Linked DNA regions of Mus musculus: all the other regions are linked to region 4. The links are chromatin contacts, called in public promoter capture Hi-C maps. All regions are on one chromosome and are shown on one strand. Each heading gives the region's core, a stretch centred on a gene start, on an enhancer-like site or on the middle of the called end of the contact. The rest is flanking DNA. Distances are from core to core; before and after follow the strand shown. Region 1 holds the start of Rps6ka5 (ribosomal protein S6 kinase, polypeptide 5). Region 2 overlaps Dglucy (D-glutamate cyclase). Region 3 holds the start of 3300002A11Rik (RIKEN cDNA 3300002A11 gene). Region 4 holds the start of Psmc1 (protease (prosome, macropain) 26S subunit, ATPase 1).

Region 1 (5,184 bases), core at 284-2,783, 610 kb before region 4:
TGCCACCACACCTGTTCTTTCTTTAGAATGCTTCTGTCAGGTGTTTTTGTTTTGTTTTGGGTTTTTTTGTTTTGGTTTTTTTTTTTGTTTGTTTGTTTTGTTTTTTTGTTTTTTTTTTTCCAAGAAGGAAAATAAAGATACACTCATCTTTCCTATACAGCTGTTTCCCTTACACTTCATTTAGCCTACCTGTTACTTAGGTCACCAGCATTTGATCTCCTCTAGACCTAGGCTCACAGCTTACCTCTGTGTGAAATGTCTCCAGTTTTGTCTTACTTGCCCTTTAAATTGGCTATCCAGATTTTCTCCTTGCCCTAAAAGCCTTGAGAATAATCGTTGCCATCTGTGCCATTCTCTAATGCTTAATACTGGTTCACAGTTTTGTTTAAATTCTTTATAGTTTCCTGTGCCTGTATACAAGTTGCCCATCTCTCGAGTTCCGTTAATAGCTTTTCAGGAGCAGAAATTGAATCTTATTTTATGATTCACCACACTCTTTGAGTTTCTTAAACATGAAAAATTGGGATGAGGATGTAGTTTAACTGGTAGACTGCTCGCCTAGCATTCATAAAGCTGGAGAGTTCAATCTCCCGCATGTCATAAGCAAGGCATGGTGGCACATACTGCGAATTCCAGCACTGGGAGGTGGTGCTAGACGTACCAGGGGGTCAAGGCTAGGCTGAGCTACACTCCCCACCTCCACAAGTTATTATTTCAGATTTCTCATCCGGAGCCAGAACCTTGACTTTTTGTGTATAGGAGCTACCTGTATTTAATTTTTAAACGTAATTTAGTTTTGCCTTGTGTGAGCGATACATGCCCTTAATTAAAGCTTGTGTGGAGGTCGGAGGTCAACATGTTAGTTCTTTTTCATTATATGGGAACTGCACTGTGGTTGTCCACGTCTGGCCGCAAGCACTTTTACCCACGGAACCATCTTGCCGGCTCCTACCTGTATTTAAACACAAAATTCATTTAATTTATTTAGTGCTACAGAGAATAGTATCATTCGAAGACATGCCATCTTCCAGACAGTCACACATTTGTGGGCCGTTCCCTAGGACCCTCAGACGCGCGCGAGCGCAAACACGTGGGTGACAAGTGCTTCCCTCCAGGACCCTCCTTTGTCCACTGTGATTGGCGGACCAAGCGGTCCAATCGTCTTTCCCCGCCTCTTTCCGCAGTAGCCAATCAGAGGTCCGGAGCGCCTCCTGACTACTAGATACTGTTTACTAACAGATCGAAGCTGGGAATAAGGGGTGTGACCATTCTGGGGAGGTCAGGAGAGGGAAGGCCTGCCTGCGCGTGCGCACCAAAGCGAGTAGGTGGGGCATTCCGTGGGTCTTGCCAATCGGAGCGTTCGCGCTCCTCCCTCTCCTGCCTCCCCGCCAAGCAACAACAATTCGAGCAGCGGGGCGGGGCGGCTCCTGAAACGTCAGGACTAGCCGCCCAATGGGAACGGGCGCTGGCAGACGCGCGCGCGCTGCGCCCAATAGCGCTGGTGGCTCAGGGCTGTCTCCTGGGCTGGCTGTGGGAGGAGCGGCCTGGAGGAGGAGGTGGAGGCGCAGGGCGCGGGGTTGTGCCGTACTAGCGGTGCCCGCTGAGGGGAGGAGGCGGAGGAGCTGCACGGCCAGAGCGGGAAAGAGACTCGCCTCAGTGTCGGAGTTGTGGCGCTGCGGCAGCTCGGCTCCTGGAGCTGTGGAGAGACGGGGCGTCTGCTGTCCCATCAGGTTCCCCTAAGAGCGACCCGCGCGATCGGAAAGAGGGTGAAGATGGAGGGGGAGGGCGGCGGCAGCGGCGGCGCGGGCACCAGCGGGGACAGCGGCGACGGCGGCGAGCAGCTCCTTACTGTCAAGCACGAGCTGCGGACCGGTGAGCGACCCCGCCCTCTGCTGGCCGGGCCAGCCGCGGAGGCGCGCCTGAGAGCCGGCATGGGTGCGCGCACAGGCCAAAAGGGGCGCGGGCTGGGGGGGACGGGCCCGGGGCGGGGCTTCGCGGGCGGGGAATAGTCCGGGGGTCCTGGGAGGCTCTGGGCACGGAGAGGAAAGTTTGCTCCTGCTGGGCCCCCAGTTTCCGACCCAGCCTGGGAAGATGCCTTTATGCCCCCTTTCCTGCATAGGTGACATATCTGTCACTACACGCTGTCTCGAGGGAAAGGTACTCTTTCCCTCAAGAGGTGAGCTGTGTGGAGCTGTGTGTGATGGAGCTTGAAGCTTGAACTCACTTTACCCTGCACCTCTGCCTGGGATGGTTCAGGTGTGAGGGGAGTGTGTGTGTTTGTGTGTGTATGTATGTCTGTACCATCCCTAAGGGACAGCGATCCTGCGAGAGGGGTATTGGTTCTCGGTTAGTCTCTGGTGAAGGAAAAAGGCTTCGTGGTCCTCTGGAATTAAGTCCTTTCTCTCAGAGTTATCGTGAAGTACTATACTCTCTGAAATTTGCCAGGTCTTTTGGCAAGCAGCCTCTATAAATGTAAAGTTTTGGGTGAAAGGCTTCACTAGGCGACTTAAGTGCTTGCATCCCCTGTGCTGGAGATCAGTAAAGCTCCGTGTGCTAAGCTTTTTACTTTTGCTTTTTCATTGTGTAATTCCGGGGTTTGTTTTGGAAAATTCTTATCTGGACCAATTGGTAAAGTTTGGGTCTCCCCAGCCCCATGGAGTCAGGTCTCCCCTTACACTATCATTTCTGCATGGAGAATGTGTTAGAGTGGATCGATAGTTATTAGTGTCAGTGGTTTTAAGATTTTTGACACTTAAGTCTTTGGCACATTATATTAAGTAGACACAAATGGCAAATGGCAGGTTTCAGGTAGAAAGCGGGTCCACCTTGCTGCTGTTTGGAACAGATTGAAACAGATGGATAAAGTTAACTACAACCCACAATTCTTGATTGCCCATTAGTATCTTTGGTGCCAGTCTTATGACTTAGTATAAGATGTAAATTCATGCCTTCTCATTTATCAGTATAAGCACTGCAGTTTTGATGGTTCTGACTCTATAATGTATCCTGACCCAGTTATTCCATAGTATTTTTGAATTCCTCACATAAACAGTGTAGATTCCCTTGGTTGAGATCTTCACTCCAAATGTTATCAAAAAGTGATGTTTTCAACGGGATTTTAAGCCATTTTTCTCAGTATACATGTATGTAGTGTTAATGCCCAGTTTACACCAGGAGCAGTGTCACATTTTCTAGAGTAAGGATTTTGGTCCACCTCCCCCCCATCTTACATAATGATTCCTTGCTGTAAGTGTGTGGAATCATACAGTACAACAAATGCTGCTTGAAGTCTTCTATGCTCAGCCATTGATCATGATACAGCAAGCAGTCTTTTGCTCAAAGACCAAGGGGCAACCTACTTGTTAGTAGTCAGCCAACTGCTCAGTTTCTGGATTTTGCAAACAATGCTAACTCTGTAGAAAACAATGAGCGCTGTTTTATTTCCCTTTGTCAACTAACTGTGTGTGAATCATCAAGTTTGCATTTAGAAATTCTTCTGATGGATGACGAGACTGCACTGAACTCACTAGTAATGTAGTAAAAAGGACAGGAACGGCCATTTAAATGTATTGCTAAGCACGTGGACAACTGATCAGATGTAATGGTCAAAAACACTGTTAAAATATAACTTGAAAGAGTAACTCCTCCGTCACCAGCCAGCTGGGCTCCTCTTAGCACATGTTGCTCTGATAGGAGCTAGAGCAGTGTGGTAGCTGGTGGCTATATTGAATACCATAGGACAAATGATAATTGAATTAGAAACCCAGTATAAGGGCGTGGAAATGGCTCCATTATGGAGACTGAATAGTATGGCATACCCGGACATGGAGTTGGAAGACGTGATGATGAATACTAGCTCTGCCACTTAGCTGGGTGTATAGACTTGGGAAATCACTGCATTCTTTCAGGCTTACTCCTTTCATCTGTAAAATGTGGACATTGAATGAGACACTACTGGAAAAATGTTAATCAGGTTACTTGGCACATAGTAGGAAATATTTATTGAATGAAAATTTAAAAAATAATTCCACAATCAGATCTTATTGTAAAACATACGAATTAATCTAGTGTAGCTGGGAAACGAACTAAGTCATTGGGTGGTTAGCATTATCATATGTGTCTTTGCCTTCTCAAGCAGAGTGTAAACTCCTTGTAATCTGTGTTGCTATTGAATAGCTTGTATTTATCTTGCCCATCACAACACACAGTAGTACAATAATTCATTTGCCTGGGGTTGAAAAGATGGCTCTTTGGGATAGAGTACTTGCCATGTAGTGTGAAGTCCTGAGTTTGAATCCTTTGGGCCTACACAGAAGCTGGTTTAGTAGTGTGTATCTGTCATCCCAGTGCTTGTATGGCACCGTGAGAGCTGGAAAAGACAGAAGAGTCTCTGGAAGCTTGTACGTCAGCTAGCTTGGTACACACAGTGCTGAAGAACAAAAGAGCCCTGTCTTAAACAAAATGGAAGGTAAGGATGGATGTGGTGGCATGTGTGTGCTCATACACTCATACATGCACCCCAGACATCCATGTCCCCAAACACACAGTCTGTCTGTGTCAGGTAGTAAGTAAGGCCCTTGAGGGCAGAGACTTTTTTTGTCTATTTGTAGCCTGTGGCGTGTGGTAGATGTTCAGATATTTGTTGAGTGAATTCAGTTTTGGATGAAAAATAAGGGCAAGGTTTGCAGATGTCAGGTCTTGATAAATTGATGGCAGCGGCTATAAAAGCTGAAGAGTACAGAATTCAAGATTAAGCAAATCAATTAAACATAAATTCTTGAGTATTTTCTGTTTTCTGGTATTGAAGATACCAAAGAAAATATTCTGTGTCCAACTGTAAAGGAAGAGACCATATAAACTAATAATCAGGATATATTATTTCTTAAGTATAATAATATAAATAAAATGTATAAATGCAACAAAAGAAAGATTAAAGCCATTAGCCTTTAAATAGTCAGATGTAACTTTGTTGAACACTAGTGGAAAAATGGAAATTATTTTACCCACTCGTTTATTCAACAAATATTTTGTCACCTCTTATATACTGAGTGCTGTCTTACATGCTGTGGTTAATAACGTGGCTTCTCCACTGGGAAGGCTGAGGAATCACTAGCACCAGACACTCGCATTGCCGCTCCTGTGTCTTAAATCTCTCCTAGTCCATATGCCAAGTTTTTTTCACTG
Region 2 (5,006 bases), core at 261-2,760, 730 kb before region 4:
TTACCAGAGCCCCAGAAAGAATATTATACTTTCCCACTAACAGCTAGGAGGACAGAATGGCAGATCTGTTACTGGAGTATCAGTATACAGGGTGTTTTGAAACTCTCAAGAACTGTACTGTGTTATGCTATTTGTGAGATACTTTATCATCCTCAGCATTCCAGGACATATTGATCCAACAGCCCTTTGTGGCCAACAGTCAGAACCAAAGGAAATGCTAACTTTCAGCCGAGGTTTATAACACACACACACACACACACACACACACACACACACACACAATTTTCCCACCCAGTGGCGGGCATGGTGGCTCACGACTTTAATCCCAGCACTTGGGAGACAGAGGCAGGCAGATTTCTGAGTTCAAGGCCAGCCTGGTCTACAGAGTGAGTTCCAGGACAGCCAGGGCTACAGAGAAACCCTGTCTCAAAATCAAAACAAAACAAAACACCCCAAAAAACCAAAAAACAATTTCCTCGCCCAGTCTCATGGGTCTCTAAATGTTCTTTCTCCATGGACCTCAAGAAGCTGCGAAGTTCTGACAGAATCAGGCAAAAGCAAGCAAACAGCGCCAGGAACATCGGCTGCCTGATTTACTTCTAGATCCCACAGGATGAGCCTGTCCCTGGATGCCCCGGTCTTCCCTTCCAAGATTCTGCACAGGGCGACCTGGGTGACTTTCACTGGTGGTATACTTCTCCCCCTGCAGTGGGGCTTACGACAGGCTTAGAACGCAGCCAGGATCAGGATCCCCTGGGACGACCTTGGCTGCCACTTAACTGGCTGTTACCACCCTGGCAACTGTAAGATGAGGCTCTGCTGTGCTGCCAGCCCAGTGTCTGTATGACAGCACCTGGGACAGAGCAAAGGCACATGTAGGCCACTCACAAAGCCAGGCAGGGCTCCTGGGGACTGAGACACCTCTGTTTAGGATGGGCCATCTATCCAGGCCATCAGTCAAATTCAAGGTGGCTGTAAGAGCCATCTCTCTCAGGGCCTAAGGGCAGTGGGGTGAGTTGTTACAGACAAAACTGTATGGCAGCTGTGGGGAGAGGGGGCAGTGACGTGTCATGGATAATTGACAGGCTTTGGTGAACATATATGGACGTCTGTGCCTCTGTACAAAGCTTTTTTTTTTTTTTTTTTTTTTTTTTGGTTTTTTCGAGACAGGGTTTCTCTGTATAGCCAATCTCATCAACCCAATCTTTTGTGCCTCGAAGGTTACTACAGAACTGCAGGGACCTGACGCAGTCCAAGCCTCTTTGGCAGGAGTCAAAGTGGGGAGGGACACTGTGACAAACAGCGCTCAAGATGAAAAAAGTCCAGCCACTGTGAGCAGGGAAGTCTGGAGGCTGGTCTTGTGCACAGGGAGGCCTGGAGACTGCTGATCAGCCAGAGTGCTCAGACTTGTCCCAACAGCATCTGGGAAGGAGGCAGAGGAGGAAGGGCGCCACTCTTCCCCACGTGACTGGTTTCAGCAGGAAGAGAAGTGCATCAACTCGGCCACAGGGACAGTCCCTAACAGCAGGCGTGTCCCAGGAGAGGCCACCCTTCTGCCGTTAACACTCTGTGCTCACATCAAAACTGGCCATGGTGACACCCTGTGCTTGTAATTCTAGCACTGGGAGATAGAGACAAGAGCATCCCCAGGGCTCTCTGGCAGAGAGCCTACCCTTAATCAGTGAATCCCAGTAAGAGGTCTTGTCTCCAACTCCACGGTGGGGCCAGTGAAAAGACTCATCAGATAAAGGCACTTGCTGCCGTGCCTGGTGACTTGAATTTGATTCCCAAGCCCCACGAGGCAGAGGCAGAAGGAGAGAACTGATTTCCATAAGTTGCCATCCAATCTCCACACAAACATTGCACTACCAAAATCACCCCTTCCCCAAATAAGTGTAACTTAGCAGAAAACAATGTGTTCTGCTCCCGAAGAGTACTAGTTGACCTTTAGCCTGAACATACATTCATATATACATGCCCTCTCTCTCTCTCCAAATGTCCAAATGACTTTGATTGACATTGCACAGCCATATCAGAGGCAGGTGGGAGAGAGACTGACTCAGAGGGTAATGGTTTTACCTGGGAGGGCGACTGAGCTAGGGCTGACCTTAGGGCTTCTGATCCCTGAACCAACATTCTCTCCACCATCGGAAACTACAGAGTCCATCCACATTTTCAAGCTGTTTTGCCCAGGGGCATGGCCTTACCTTGTATGCTCCTGCATGGCTGGGACCTGTTAGGTCTCTTCTGGGGATCCCTGCCTGCTCCAAGGCCTCTTCTATGGAGAAGCTGCAGTCTATGATGAAGGTCACCATTTCTTTTAGTTGTTCTGAGTGCTCTTCCAGTGAGGTCAGGATGCCTGTGCAGGTGCCAAACTTGTATTTCTGCAACTGTGGACAGATGGTCCTAGGGACACAAAGAAGTGCTCACAGGCCCCTGAGGCGCTTTTTTTGTTTTTGTTTTTGTTTTTAGAGACAGGGTTTCTTTATGTAACAGCCCTGGCTATTCTGGAACTTGCTCTGTAGACTGGGCTGACTCCAAACTCATGGAGATTCATCTGCCTCTGCCTCCACAGGGTGTACCACCGTGCCCACTCGGCCAATACTGTGTTTATTAGAAGGTCAGAGAGGGGCTGGAGAGTGGTTAAGAGCACTGACTGCTCTTCCAAAGATTCTGAGTTCAATTCCCAGCAACCACATGGTGGCTCACAACCATCTGCAATGTGAGCTGACGTCCTCTTCTGGTGTATCTGAAGACAGCTACAGTGTACTCATATACATTAAATAAATAAATCTTTAAAAGAAGGAGGAGGAGGAGGAGGAGAAAAAGGCAGAGGAGGGACTCTCTGATACTGACACGTCTAGAGCTCTCTACACTGGGGAGCGCTTGGTTTTCAAGTCGGGGCTTTGCTGGTGTTCCTGAAGCATGACCAAACCAGAACCACTGAATCAATGTGTGCATAGCATAACCTGTGGGTCCCACCCCATCCCATTTCCTGAACCTCAATGTGAGACCAGTCAGACCCACAAGAATAAAACAATGGTGGACTTTCTGCAACAGGGAGATGCTGTTGGACCCAGAGAAACTTTGGTGTCCTCTCCCATGAGGCTGAAAGCCTTATGTGGTACGAGCCTCAACCCTGTTCACCCCAAATCATTGCTGGGTTATTCCTCCTTTCCAGCCATGTGCCAGGGGATGGGTTGTAGGGATGGCCAGGGTGTGACTCCACATTCAGACACCAGCTCCATGGAGCAGCAAGTGTCTGGATAGGGAGAAACACAGAGCAATGAGGCACCCTCCTCCTCTACTGCTCTACTTTGGATCTCAAGTCTCCCCTAGAGGCCCATAGACTGAATGCACCATCCCAGCTTGTGGTGGTGGTGGTGGCAGCTATGCACCTTTAAGAGGTGGGAACTAGTAAGAGGAAGTTAGGTCATCGGGTATATCCGCTTTTAAGATGAGGATGTTACTTCGCCATCCTCTCTCTCTGCTTCCTGAGTAGCTTGGCTCCACTCCATCTCCCCTGCTATAATGTTCTGCTTTGCCACAGGCCCAAGCTGTAGCCACTCAACCATAGACTGAGACCTCCAAACCAGCAAACCAAACAAACCCTTCCTTCTTTAAGATGTGTGCCTTGGGTGTTTCTTCATAGTGTTGGAATGCTATGACCCATGAAGGGGGAGGAGTTGGGTCTTAAGGCATAAGTAGGAGTCCACAGGTTGGATGAGAAGGGAAGGACACCTAGGCAGAATGTGCTAAGTGTGAAGGCACCGAGTATATGAGCCAAGGGAGGTCTGCACCAGGAGACTCAAGCTGACCACACAGTAAGTACCAGCTCAGGCCCTAGTAACGTCTTTTTGAGGGGTCCCCTCATCCTTGCACCTACAGAATGATAATGGGAAGCCTTCTGTCTAGGAAGAGAGCTTGGGGAGGGGTGTGTGTGTGACCTGAGTATCAGGAAGAAGCTGAGCTGGGGCCGGGTCACCACTAGTCTTGAGATGGGGCTAAGGTACAGGCCACAGGCTGGCTGGCCTTGGAAACTTTTAAAGAGTAGAGTCACATGATCAGATGCAGACTTAGAAAAGGCCACTTTTGTGGGTGAGCAGAAGATGGTCAGATGGAGGAGAGAGCAGGAGGAAGATAAGGAGAGTTACAGTGTCTTAAAGTCTAGGTCAAAGACAATGGGAGCTGAAGCTATGAAGCGAGGGCATAGTGGAGAGGCAAAGAGGCAGGGTTCCCAGAGCCACCTAAGAGGCTTGTTATGCAGTGCTCACCCTTTATGTGTGAAAATACATCTAGTATCTCCAGTGGATGACTGACACTGGCTAGCCCCATCCCCTGTATATGTTATTGTCCCCTGTATTTCTACACCTGACATTTCCTTTATAAACCAGAGATGCATAGTAATTATAATTATATACTATAATAAAAGTTATTTAAAACATTGAGCTATTTATTCCTGGAATTTCCCATGCAATAATTTTAGACATTGGTCACCCATCGGGTAACTGAAACTTGTGGAGAGTGAATGGGAGCTAAGGGGGATGTCTGCTGTAGGCAAACATGCACAATATGAATGGTATTTTCTTCTGGGGGTTAGTGATTCGAGCATTGTTCTTAATCCTGTGCAAGGGTTTTCTGGTAGGAGTGATAAAGCGACAGGTGGCAGTGCCTGTCATGGTTAATTTTAATCATCATTTTGATACTATCTAGAATCATGTGGAAAGAGAGTCTCAGGCTGGCCTGTAAGAATGTCTTTGGGAGATTGCATTGATGAATTGAGGTGGGAGGATGCATCTCCTGTGGGTGGCACCATTCCCTAGGCAAGGGGGTCCTAAACTGTATAAGAGTGGAGAGAGCAGGAGAGCTGAGCACGGGCATTCGCACTGGCATTCATGCATTTGTGTATTGCTCTTGGGCCAGGCATGGTTAGTGCATACCTTTAATCCCAGGTGGCAGAGGCAGGTAGACTTCTATGAGTTCAAGGCCAACCTAGTCTACATAGT
Region 3 (5,211 bases), core at 963-3,462, 770 kb after region 4:
AGAAGTGTTTCTATTGCATCTTGGCTATGGTCTTCCCTGCAGCTTAGGACATGCTGTGCACTGGTCTCCTGGCTCAGGGCTCAACTGAGAGCCTTGGATGAAGAAGGTCAGGCCAGCCCTCCCACCTGCAGCTTGGTGGGTGCTTTGATGGCTTCTTTTACTTCAGTGTGGTAACTCACTGTCTTCCCGGCTCTGCCCACACCTTACCTTTTTAAAGTACACCATGCATCATACTCCACAGGAAGAGATAGAGGGTGTAGAACCTGCTTTACTTGGAAAGTCTGGTCAAACCCTGCAAACTATGCCAGACTTAAAAACATGTACAGGAAAGGAAATAAATGACTTTGAGATCTTTGACTGCCCAGATCATTAAACCCTACAGATATATCTTCAGCATAGATGCTCTGGGACCAGGGACCAGGTGACCGGCATGGTTCTGGGTATGGCCTTTGACCATGAATGACTTTGTAGGACTGCCCTGACCCCAGAACACTGGGAATGGTTCATTCTAGGTGTCCTGCTGCTGTTACACAGGCTTGAGAACTATTTACGAGTGCTGTGAACACACAAGGCTTGTAAGAACACTACTTGGTGACGTGATAACTGAAATGCAGACTAGGAAAATTCTTCAAAGATTTTTTTTTTTTGGAATGGCTTAGATTTAGTGGTCCTTCCATGTGATCTCCTTGTAATTTGCTGCCTCTCTGTGTTAGTTTAAAGGTTTTCATGTTTGCTTTTCTCAATGTTGGAAGACACCACCAGGCTTTGTAGAGGAGAGTGAGGGAAATTACAAAGGAAGCATGGGTGGGGTGGGACTAGGTCATTTAGCTTCTTTTCGTTCCAAATCCGTAAATATTTACTGTTGACCTTCTCAAATGGTTTGGGTACACTGACCCAGTTGAAAGCAGGGCAGGCGAGAGCAGCTGTTCCCCACCCCCACCCACTGTTAAAGCTGATCTCAGACCAATTGCCTCCAGCCAGCCCAAAAGTGGCCTTCAGGGAAAGCTGCCCCCTTCCCCCCAGGGAACAGTTTTAGCCAATTTACACTTTTAAAGTGTGACCTCTTCTAAAGATTCCTAGAGACAAGAGCAGATTGCTGTGAACTGAAGGACACCCCCCCCCCATAAAAATAAAAAATACTTTGAATTCTGGCTTAGGTTTGCTATTGTTGCCAGGTCTTTTGTTTCTGAGGGGAAGGTAATTATAAATTCCATTCCAAGCATAAATGTTCTTTTGTGAGCAAGGGGGACGGGATACCAAAAACAATGAGTGGATTACGTTTCCATTTTTGTAAGATCGTGCCAAGATAATGTGGTTTAAAACAGCTGGGGTTTTTAGAGCAGAGATGGAGCTTCGAAAGGTCTTCTCAGCGCCCATGAACGTCAGCCAAGTTAGAGACTTCTGGACGAGTCTGAATATTCCTCCAGATTCATACTGAGAAATAAGGGATTTTGGGTTGGGGGTAGTTCAGATTTGACAGTCATGTTATTGCATCAACATAATCTGGTAGCTACATGTTCATCTGACCTCATCTACTCGGGGCAAAGAGGAGCAGAGAGCATTTAATGGTGTCCTGTTGTCAGCCTGAGAAATCATTAGCAAATGAACAGGAAACTTTGGAGAATAACTACAATATAGCCCTGTATTTGCCTACCACAAAATTCTCTGTACTGTATTAATATGTTTTCATTTTAATTTTTCTTTGCAGAGTATTGGGAAAGGGTCATTGTGGTGCATCGACCCAGAGTATAGACAAAATCTAATTCAGGCTCTGAAAAAGACACCTTACCACCCACCTCCTACTCCTCAGGCTTATCAAAGGTAAGTGACTCGCACTATCGGGGGTTTTTGTTTTCTTAAAGTCTCCTGGAATTTTGTTATTTTAGCAGAGACAGTCTCTAAAACTAATTTAGTAGGCCGTATGAATGTTTTAAAAATAACTACAGACTAATGGGAAAAAGAATTAAGTCTGATGAGGAGGCACATCCATTGGCTATGCATTTCCTGGGAAGCTTACCGCTTCTGTAGCTCCGACTGAGCGGGTGTGGCTCCGGAAGGGCTCCTGGTAGGTAAATAGCGTCTTCCTGGGTAGAATCGGTTACAGAGGAAAGTGGACAGCTTTTCTATCTCTGCGGGTCACGCTTTGTTGGAATAAGAGCGGTGAGGCACACAGGTGATTCCACCTTCCCATGGCCTGCCTCTAGAGATGTGGAAAGAAGGCAGGCTCGGTTGTTGTCATCCGGTTTCCATGTCGACAGGCTCCTGAGTGATGGGTTTGTTGTGGTTACTAAGTGTTTGTCTTGAGAACCATGGCCACTTTCCCTCCTCACGTGTCTGGCTGTCATGAGACTGAGGTCATGAGTGCATTTTTACAAATATACAATGGGAGGGGTGTTAGGTAGATTGTCACAGTTTAAAAAGCATGTCAGTGCTAAGTTAGAAGAAAGGGCCTTACAGAACAAAGAGCCGGATTTCAACCTGTGGATGGAGTCTTAGCTCTTCACGGTGCTTGTCATCAGGCCCACTAAGAAAGTTTGAAAATTACTTTATTTAAGTGTACAGCTGTTTCACTTTCATTTATGTCTGTGTAGCATTTGAATGCTTGGTGACTGTGGAGGCCAGAAGAGGGCATTGCATCCCCTGGAACTGGAATTACAGGCGATTTGAGCCACTGTGTCAGTGCTAGGAATTGAACCTGGATCCTCTGGAGGAGCAGCCGGTGCTCTTAGATCACTAAACCATCTTTCCAGTCCCCTACCAAGAAGTTCTAGAAGGCATGTAGCAGCATTTCCTTTGTTAACTGGTTAAGAGAAACTGCCAGTGGAGTAGACATTTATGTTAATTGGGAATGGCCCGGTGTCAGAAGGCTGGGGAATTTTACAGTCCACTTGCAGATTTTTCTGTTCTGATGTTTATTCTGCAGGAGGGCACACAGAGTGAGCCTTCCAACGTGGCATTAATGAAGTTCTTGTGCGTTCCATCACAGACCCTAGACAATCAGTCTCCGGCAAGAGACGGGAGAAGCAGCTGGGCTCTATGAGAAGACTGCTGTATGTCTGCCTTTGCTAGGCGATTAGCGTGATGGTAGCCATAGTAACTGGAGTGTCTCCATAGTAACGCGTAGCTGAGACAGGTGCACTTGCATCACAAGGCTGTTTGTTGCCTGGCAAAAGGACAGGCCATTAGTACTTAGACATAAGCTGTTGCCTTAGAAACAAATAACCCTACATAGCAACTACAGTTGGTTCGCAAGGGTATTTTTGGGGGGCTGGGGGAAGGAAGGTTGTAGCTGCTTTTGTCTGTGTTCATAAAAATCAGTGGAAGCATACTTTATTTGAAATGACAACTCGAGGTCATATAGCTGTAGGAGGAAGAGATGGGATTTTCCAGAGCAGCCTAGCCTACATTGTAGGAATGTCCAGAAGGGGAGAGCCATATGCCTGCCTCTCTTCTTGTGATGGTAGCCATTCCTGAAATAGAAGCTGGGATTGGGGTTAGAGAGTTGCTTTTTTATGGGGTTGGTGGGGAGCCTGGCACTAATTATTGCAATACTGTCGATATTCAGTTTCCAAGCCCACCCCACTAGTTTCTCTAGTTTCTCCCTTAGAAGTATGTCACACCCGTTTGCTTCTAGCAAGTTAAAAATGTAAGTGTTATTCACTGGGTCGTGTCATTGGTTCATTTAGGCCAGTGCCTTGTTGCCAAATGTGACCCCCAGGGAAACACTGCAATTATTTAATAATTTGAAGGATTATAATAGAACTCTGGGGGTAGCAAGTAGAATACACACAGGCCAGAGGTATTGTGAGCTGGCTGTAACCTAATGACTTCTCTAGAGTCTTAGCACGGGCATGAAAATGCAGATGAACTAGGGCTTTTACAGTAAATGATTTCCAGATGACCACTTCAGATCCAGTTCTGTCCCTTGCAGTTAACCAGCTCCTTCCATATCAAGGTGCTTAGATGTCAAGTCCATCAGATCACTAGTGAGGCGATTCCAGCCCACATCTTCATGATTTGAATCCAGAGAGCACGGTGCTCTCTCCATGCCTTGGAAAGGGTTTGCTTGAGAAGCCAGCCTATGGTGTGAGAGCTCACACCGAAACTGGTGAAGAATTTCTCTGTACCAGGCCACTTGGTGATGTAATTCCAGGAGGCCGGAAGTGGAACAGCCAGCCATAAACAGATACCAAAATGCTGAGTTAACCTGATCTGGCCAGGTCTACTGTGACTCAAGGGGTCCTTGTCAGCCCCATGTGGAGCCACTGTGAAGGGCACCTGGGTAGTGTTTGGCTTCCACAGAGCTGGTGTTTGGCATGTGAGAGAAGACAGTGATTATACAAGAAGGGCAGCTAATGCTGTCCCTTGCAGGTGTGCTTGGCAGCAGCCCTGGCCTAAGCTGCAGGTGGCTGGAAGCTCTGTGAGGAAATCCAGGAGTCTGAAAACACTGCCCCAAACCTTGTTCCCATCCAAACAGAATGCTAAACATTGCAGTCTGTTGGCTTGCGCCTGTTTTCCAAGATTTTGTTAGAATGTTCCCCTACACCTGTTTTCTCTCTCTTTTTTTTGTCCTAAATACTGTTTTTAACTAAAATTCGAAGAGCCAGGTGAGTTAGCCATTGTATTAATTTACATAGGCCACCCTGACAAAGTGCCACAGCTGAGTGAGTCAGACAGCATCAGGAATTGCCTCTCACCCCATGAGCCCAAGGTGTTAGCAGGGTTGGTTTCTTCTGGGAGCTGTGGGAGAGGATCTGGCCCAGCCTCTCCCCCGTTCTAGTGGCTTGCTGGTTATCTGTGATATTCCTTGGCTTATATTTCACAGGACTGTCTCTACCTCCGTCTTAGGAGGAGGCTAAGCCTACCTGACTAAAAACTCTCCTTATTCCAGGGTGACTTTAACTTCTCCAATGACACACACTTGAAATACAGTCACATTGTGACATACTAGGGACCTAGGACTTCGGGGGGGGGGGATTTTAGGAAGTTGTAATTCAACCCTTAGCATTCTGGGGAAGCAGAAAGTCCAGGTGTGTTGACCATGCGGAATGGTAGAGGAGTTTCAGGACACCGGAGTCAACCTGAAATTGCCCCAATGAGCTAAGGGATGTCACTGCATTATAAACAACATACAAACCGAGTGTCTGTGAGCAGGAGCTGATGGAGACAGTTGAGGTCCATTTCTCATACACACAATCCCACATAAGTGGT
Region 4 (5,591 bases), core at 951-3,450:
TCTTGCTTGGTATTTACCTTGTCATCCTTCTTGCCACCCCCAGGACCATGGCCACCACTCTGGCTTTGACCCTGAAAGATAAAAAAAGACAAAACACACATAAATTCAGAATACTATCACTTCACTGGTACTTTGGCTCTAAAACACAAGCACCCCCACCCCCACCCACTGTAATGTGTGGAAAATGAGTACCTGGGCTCCCAGGTATGCACTTACTGTGTAGACATTACTTGCCTCTTAGAACCAAGAGCCATGCGACAATGAGGAGCCAGTAAGAAAGCTGGCAGCCAGAGAGCACCCCTCTCAACCGGGAGGTTCAGACTTGCCACCCTCTAATGTCAGTTACCTCCCCGACTGTGAAAAGAGACTCGCCACGCATGGTCATTTACTCTCTCCAGAGATCCACAGGACCCAGAAGACTTTCAGCAGCAACCTACCAAGCTCCTATCCTGACAGCCTGGGACCCAGACAAGACTTCCTTCCCGATCTGAAAAGCTGTCATCTTAAAACGCATGAAAAGCTCATCGGGATTTCTGACTTTAAAACAATGCTTAACACTGGGCGATGCCTTAAATGGTGGTCCTTTAAATTCCTGTGCAAAGATATGTGGTTTAGTGTACGTGTGGGTCTGTGCCCGCATGCCGGGGCACTCGAGAGGAAGCCAGAGGGCGACTTCCAGGGATTCTTTCCTTCTGCCTTGTGGGTCCTGGAGTCAACTCAAGCTGCCAGGCTTCATGTCGAGTGCCATCCCATCTGCCCAACAGTGGAGCTTGAAACAGGAGTAACAGTGGACTCACTGATTCACCACCCTAGGGAAGCACCTCTCACTACAACACTGGTGGCTTCAGTACCAGGACAAAACCACCTCAGAAATGATGCCAAGCATAAAGCACATTCGACCACACGCAAGGCTCGGACCTACTCAGAGCTGGAGTTACAGACCATTCTGGAGCCTGCTGGCATGCATGGGTGCCGGGAACCAAACGTGGGTTCTCTCAAAGTGCAGCAGGTGTTCTTTACCCCTGAGCCGCTTGATTCTCAAAGCCCCCTTGATACACAGGCAGATAAAAGGACCAAGGTCCAGGGAGGTTAACGGCCCTGTATATTGTCACAAAGCTTGTTAGACAGAAATCACACTAAGTTCTGCTGTCTCTCAAACCCAGAGGGTTTCTCAACTGCTCTAGAAAAGAAAGGATTTGTGCCCCACCAATGGTCACTGGCTGTATTTCTGTTTCCTCATTAAAATGGGGACATTAATAATAATCTTCGGGGTTGTTCTAAGAAGTAAGAACAACTCTGGGGAAATGCCTGGCGCATGTTCGGGATACTTTTTGTTTGTTTGTTTGTTTGTTTGCTTTTCCGAGACAGGGTTTCTCTGTGTAACTTTGGCTGTGCTGGGACTCACTCTGTAGACCAGGATGACCTCGAACTCAGAAATCCACCTGCCTCTGCCTCTCGAGTGCTGGGATTAAAGTCGTGCGCCACCACCGCCCGGCTTGGGATACTTTTCAAAGTCATCACCGGTCCTTTGTGTGCTCTGGCCTTCACCTACATTCAGATGCATTGGCCTGGCAGCTCATGATTCGGGCGGACTTCAGGGTTGCCTCCTTTTGCATTTCCTGACCCTCTGCCCTGCCCGGGCTTCGCTCAGCTATCAGTACAGATTACTCCCTTACAACCTTAATTTAGGCCTCGATTTAGATTTCACATCCACGAAGGGTCCTTCGCTGATACCCTAACAAAACCAGCCACCTTCTTACAACACAGCTACGTAACGATCTGGCCCGGTCCTGTTCCCTGACATATTTATTGTCTCCCTGCTCTAGAACGGAAGCGCCATCATCAACCGTGCTCGCCCGGTAACCTCCGTGCCTACATCTGAATCCGGCTCAACCAACCAAACCGGAGAGCGCTGAGCCGTCTGCGGAGAAACACTACGCTGGCTCTGCGGCTCAGCCGCTGTCCCCAGCGTCGGCCGGGCTGTCCCACTCGGCTTCAGCCCTTCAGCGCCTGCCTACTCGAGCGGTTCACAGCCCGGTCTCTCCCTGGGCGCCGTGCATCCTGCCCGCGTCCGCCAGGGAGTGAGATCCGCTCCGACCCGCGATGAACCCGAGCGTCACATCGCCTCGTCCTCCCGCCTTGGGGCGCATGGATGTTTGAGACGACCAGCCGAAACCCTTAGTCACTCACCATCTTCCTTCAGTCCTCCAAATCGCCACCGCCGGAAGTGCATCCACCAAAGCGACCCGGACAGAACGGAAGTAACTTTAAAAAAAAAAAAAAAAAACAGGCTACGGAAGCCTATCGGGACCAACTTCCTCACGGGCGAAGTTGAGCACGAAGGGCTTATTTCGGCGGTTTGGTACAAGGATTGGTTAAACATGTGGGCACTTAAAATAGTTTACTCGAGGGAATTCTAAGTAGCTGATCTTGGGCTTTTGTCAGTAACTTAAGACAATGATCTTGGACGTTGGAGACTTGGGGAAAATATGAAAATTTTAGAAATTTAAAAGGATGCAAAATTATAATTGGGAAGAAGTATTTATGTCAGGCAGGAATGGCGCTTGGGACTGAGAAGTTGATGTGTACACAGCATTTATGATCTTCTTTAGTTTCTGAACTTTGTAGCTCTCTTGAAAATAGTTCTTTGCCGAAAGAGATCTAAATGTGTGCTTTTTTTTTTTTTCTTCCCTCTGATGACAAGGGACTGATGATGGTGGCTAATACTGTGTTAAAATTACCCTTGAGGCGCTGGAGAGAGGGCTCAGCAGTGAAGAGCAGGGGACCCACATGGCAACTAACAACCATTCAGGGCACCTGTAAGCACGTGATGTGCAAACTCATACATGTAAACATAAACAAAGTAATTAAAAATTAAAAAAAAAAAAAAGACAGGACACTGAATGTGGAGAGAGTCCAAGTATCACTGAGGAGGGACACAAACTGGGGCTTGGGGCCCCAGGCAGGTGTTACACATTGTTATTAATTAGTGTTATTAATGTTAACGATAAATTCTTTAGCTTGTCCATGTAAGTACTCTTTGTGTTCCTATTCCTAAGTAAGAGTTTGAGGGATAGGAAATCTGACTCCCTAATTAACAGCTACTTTGAACAAAAGAACTGGTTAGTCAAACAGCCCGAAGGACCTGGCTATTTTGAGTACTCCACAGACACACTGAGAACTATACACAATCCCAGTTGATGGCCTTAGCCGTTCCCAACACCTTGTATCAGACCTTTTGCTATCATTCAATGAATTTCAGAAGACCCTGCCATCATTTCTACCTAGCCCAGGTGGGGCTATTTCCCCTGATGGTCCAGCAGACAGAAACTGTGTGTTGTAAGGTGAAGGTTAAAGGGACAAGGTGACTGGTGCCAACACAAACCTTCATCAATACCCACGTGTGCTATGGTTATCTGAATCTTTATCTTGCTATATATACAGGCTGCTCCAAGCTTGCTGGGTGAGTTGGCTGGAGGACACTCCATTGCTGCCTCCCTGGATGTTGTAACATGAGGCTCAATAAAAGACTTCCTTTGGTCTTGTCTTGCCTGCTTTGATGGTAAAGGGAGGAAGTTAAATTTACTCTTGGGAGGCTGGAGACATGAACTGGTAGCACAGAGAAGCAGCAGATGTGGTGAAGGCAAAGGCGGTGGACCAACGGTGGCAGCAACGTTTAGATGTGTGATTGGGCGCTGAACGGCAACTGGATTGTTTGACAGCAGTGTGAGACAGAGGGAGAAGGGGATGGAAGCAGAGAGTTGTAAGAAGGCGAGAGCTGTAAATGGCTCCAGAGTGGGTAGAGACATGAGGACTGTGAGTTGGAGACCAGCCTGGTCTACGTAGCAAGTTCTAGGCTAGCCAGGGCTACATAGCCTCTGTCTCAGAGGCAAAAAAGTTACAAGTGGGAAGATTTAAAGGGTTCTGGTCTGTGTTAAAAGTGGCTTCAAGGCCAGCATTGCTTGGGATGCCTAGGAGTGTGACCCAAATATGACCGAAAGGACAGGAGGCTCCCTAAGAGGCCGGCACACACAGAACCGATGACGCTTAGGACTTGCCTTCTGTGGGACAGACAACGTTCAGAAGTGCCACAGTCACGTGATTTTAAAATCTCCTTTCTGCCCATCTACACAGTCGTGGAGGGAACTCTCCCTCTTTTCCACCCACACCTTCCATCTCCCTAAGCATCCGGAGAGACTTCGATAACTCAGCTTGCTTTTACTTATCTGTCATGGAGTAAACATAAATTTTGTGGGTTTTTTTTTTTTTTTTTTTTTTGTTGTTCTATTATTTTCTATTTCTTGGGTCCTCTTAAGAGAGGTAGTGTGGCCGGGCAGTGGTGGTGCACGCCTTTAATCCCAGCACTTGGGAGGCAGAGGTAGTGGATTTCGGAGTTCGAGGAGTGAGTTCCAGGACAGCCAGGGCTACACAGAGAAACCCAGTCTCAAGAAAAACAGAGGGAGAGAGAGAGAGAGAGAGAGAGAGAGAGAGGTGGTGTGGGCACTGATTCAAGTAGAAGCCGCATGCTTTAGAAGTTATGGATGGGGATAAGAAGAAGGGGAGGGGAGGGAGAGGGTGGGGGAGGGGAGAAGGTGGGGGAGGGGAGGGAGAGGGTGGGGGAGGGGAGAAGGTGGGGGAGGGGAGGGAGAGGGTGGGGGAGGGGAGGGAGAGGGTGGAGATTATGAATAGCCACATGTGGTGGTTTGAATGAGAATATCTTGGGTAATGTCACCACAATGAGACCCAAGCCAGACGAAGCCTCCCCTCCCCCATCTCAGTGGTCATCTTGTGGCTTTGCCTCTCTCTGCCCCATGTCAGAGTGCCACTTGGGTCAATGACTCAGCTCAGATTTCTCGTTCTCACTGCTATAGCTAGTTTCTGGACACTCACCATGCTCCAGGCTCTCCTGAGGGCGATGGGAATACTGTAATGAGCGAGCAGAAAACAAAATTTTGATGAATTTTGTAATAAGCAGGTAAATAAATTGCATAGCATGCCATATGATAATAAATATGATAGAGGAAATTACACAGGACAAAGACTGCGCAGCCATGGTGGGGTGGGTTCTAACTTTAGATAGCAGGTGTTGGCAGAAACCACTGGAAGATCTTATCATAGGCTACTTTTTCTTCTTTTGGGTCTCAAACCCCGAGCCTTGTACATGTTGAGAAAGCATTCTACATTACCTCAGTGTGTGAACTGTGTGTTTCAGAAAGCTAGTTGAAAGGGTTTCAACTTTTAACCATAAAGAAATGATTAATAGTGAAAGAAATAGATGCTCTATGTATTTAAATATCACATAATGCATGCATGTACCCCAACACCATGTACTATTTATTGCATTGATGTCTGTAAGCTTTATGTTTTTAAATTAGAATATCTTAATATTGGTGTGTGGGTGTGTCTGCAGATGTGCACATATCTGCATGCATGTATAAATCAGAGGACAGCTTTTTGGGCTTGGTCTTGTCTCCTACCCTGTGGTGGTAGGGTCTCACTTACTGTTTCTGCCACTGCAAAGCATAGTCTAGGCTAGCTAGCTTGCGTGCTTCTGGTGGACTCTTCTGCCTCCGATCTCACTGTAAGTGTGC

The links. Promoter capture Hi-C pulls out the DNA fragments that hold promoters and counts their contacts.
Region 1: a promoter capture Hi-C map of pre-B cells shows a contact between it and region 4. The contact joins the promoter of Rps6ka5 here to the promoter of Psmc1 in region 4. A contact is called at or near these places in 6 of 39 promoter capture datasets (the 3T3-L1 cell line, cranial neural crest, erythroid cells and 3 more), 4 of 115 datasets of contacts at active chromatin or transcription factors (bone marrow-derived macrophages, embryonic stem cells, large pre-B cells and 1 more) and 2 of 9 other capture datasets (embryonic stem cells and liver).
Region 2: a contact with region 4 is called in a promoter capture Hi-C map of pre-B cells, with 9 times the contacts expected there. The contact joins the enhancer-like site here to the promoter of Psmc1 in region 4. A contact is called at or near these places in 4 of 39 promoter capture datasets (embryonic stem cells, hippocampal neurons, pre-B cells and 1 more), 7 of 484 Hi-C or Micro-C datasets (B cells, the G1E-ER4 cell line, embryonic stem cells and 2 more), 2 of 115 datasets of contacts at active chromatin or transcription factors (large pre-B cells and memory CD8 T cells) and 1 of 9 other capture datasets (embryonic stem cells).
Region 3: a promoter capture Hi-C map of liver shows a contact between it and region 4, with 2.6 times the contacts expected there. The contact joins the promoter of 3300002A11Rik here to the promoter of Psmc1 in region 4. A contact is called at or near these places in 4 of 39 promoter capture datasets (hippocampal neurons, liver and second pharyngeal arch cranial neural crest), 2 of 484 Hi-C or Micro-C datasets (cortical neurons and palatal mesenchyme) and 4 of 115 datasets of contacts at active chromatin or transcription factors (astrocytes, cardiomyocytes, embryonic hindbrain and 1 more).

The regions. Positions count from the first base shown.
Region 1 is chr12:100,721,469-100,726,652 of GRCm38.p6, reverse strand. It overlaps Rps6ka5 (ribosomal protein S6 kinase, polypeptide 5), which reads left to right and starts at 1,533. Exons shown (of 17, transcript NM_001330702.1): 1 at 1,533-1,872. The coding sequence starts at 1,773.
Region 2 is chr12:100,835,900-100,840,905 of GRCm38.p6, reverse strand. Dglucy (D-glutamate cyclase) reads right to left here. Exons shown (of 13, transcript NM_145448.5): 4 at 2,208-2,406. Among named protein-coding and RNA genes, the nearest start is that of Gm36572, 55 kb to the left of the region's middle. Within about 2 kb of position 1,510, at least 77 of the 459 cell types and tissues checked have an H3K27ac peak or open chromatin away from gene starts, as enhancers often do. A contact at or near this core is called in B cells, the G1E-ER4 cell line, pre-B cells and 1 more, where this site is marked.
Region 3 is chr12:99,338,032-99,343,242 of GRCm38.p6, reverse strand. It overlaps 3300002A11Rik (RIKEN cDNA 3300002A11 gene), which reads right to left and starts at 2,212. Exons shown (of 3, transcript NR_166805.1): 1 at 2,018-2,212. Foxn3 (forkhead box N3) reads left to right here. Exons shown (of 6, transcript NM_183186.2): 3 at 1,709-1,821. RefSeq lists an enhancer at 1,972-4,623.
Region 4 is chr12:100,106,811-100,112,401 of GRCm38.p6, reverse strand. It overlaps Psmc1 (protease (prosome, macropain) 26S subunit, ATPase 1), which reads right to left and starts at 2,200. Exons shown (of 11, transcript NM_008947.3): 1 at 2,191-2,200; 2 at 18-71. The coding sequence starts at 2,193.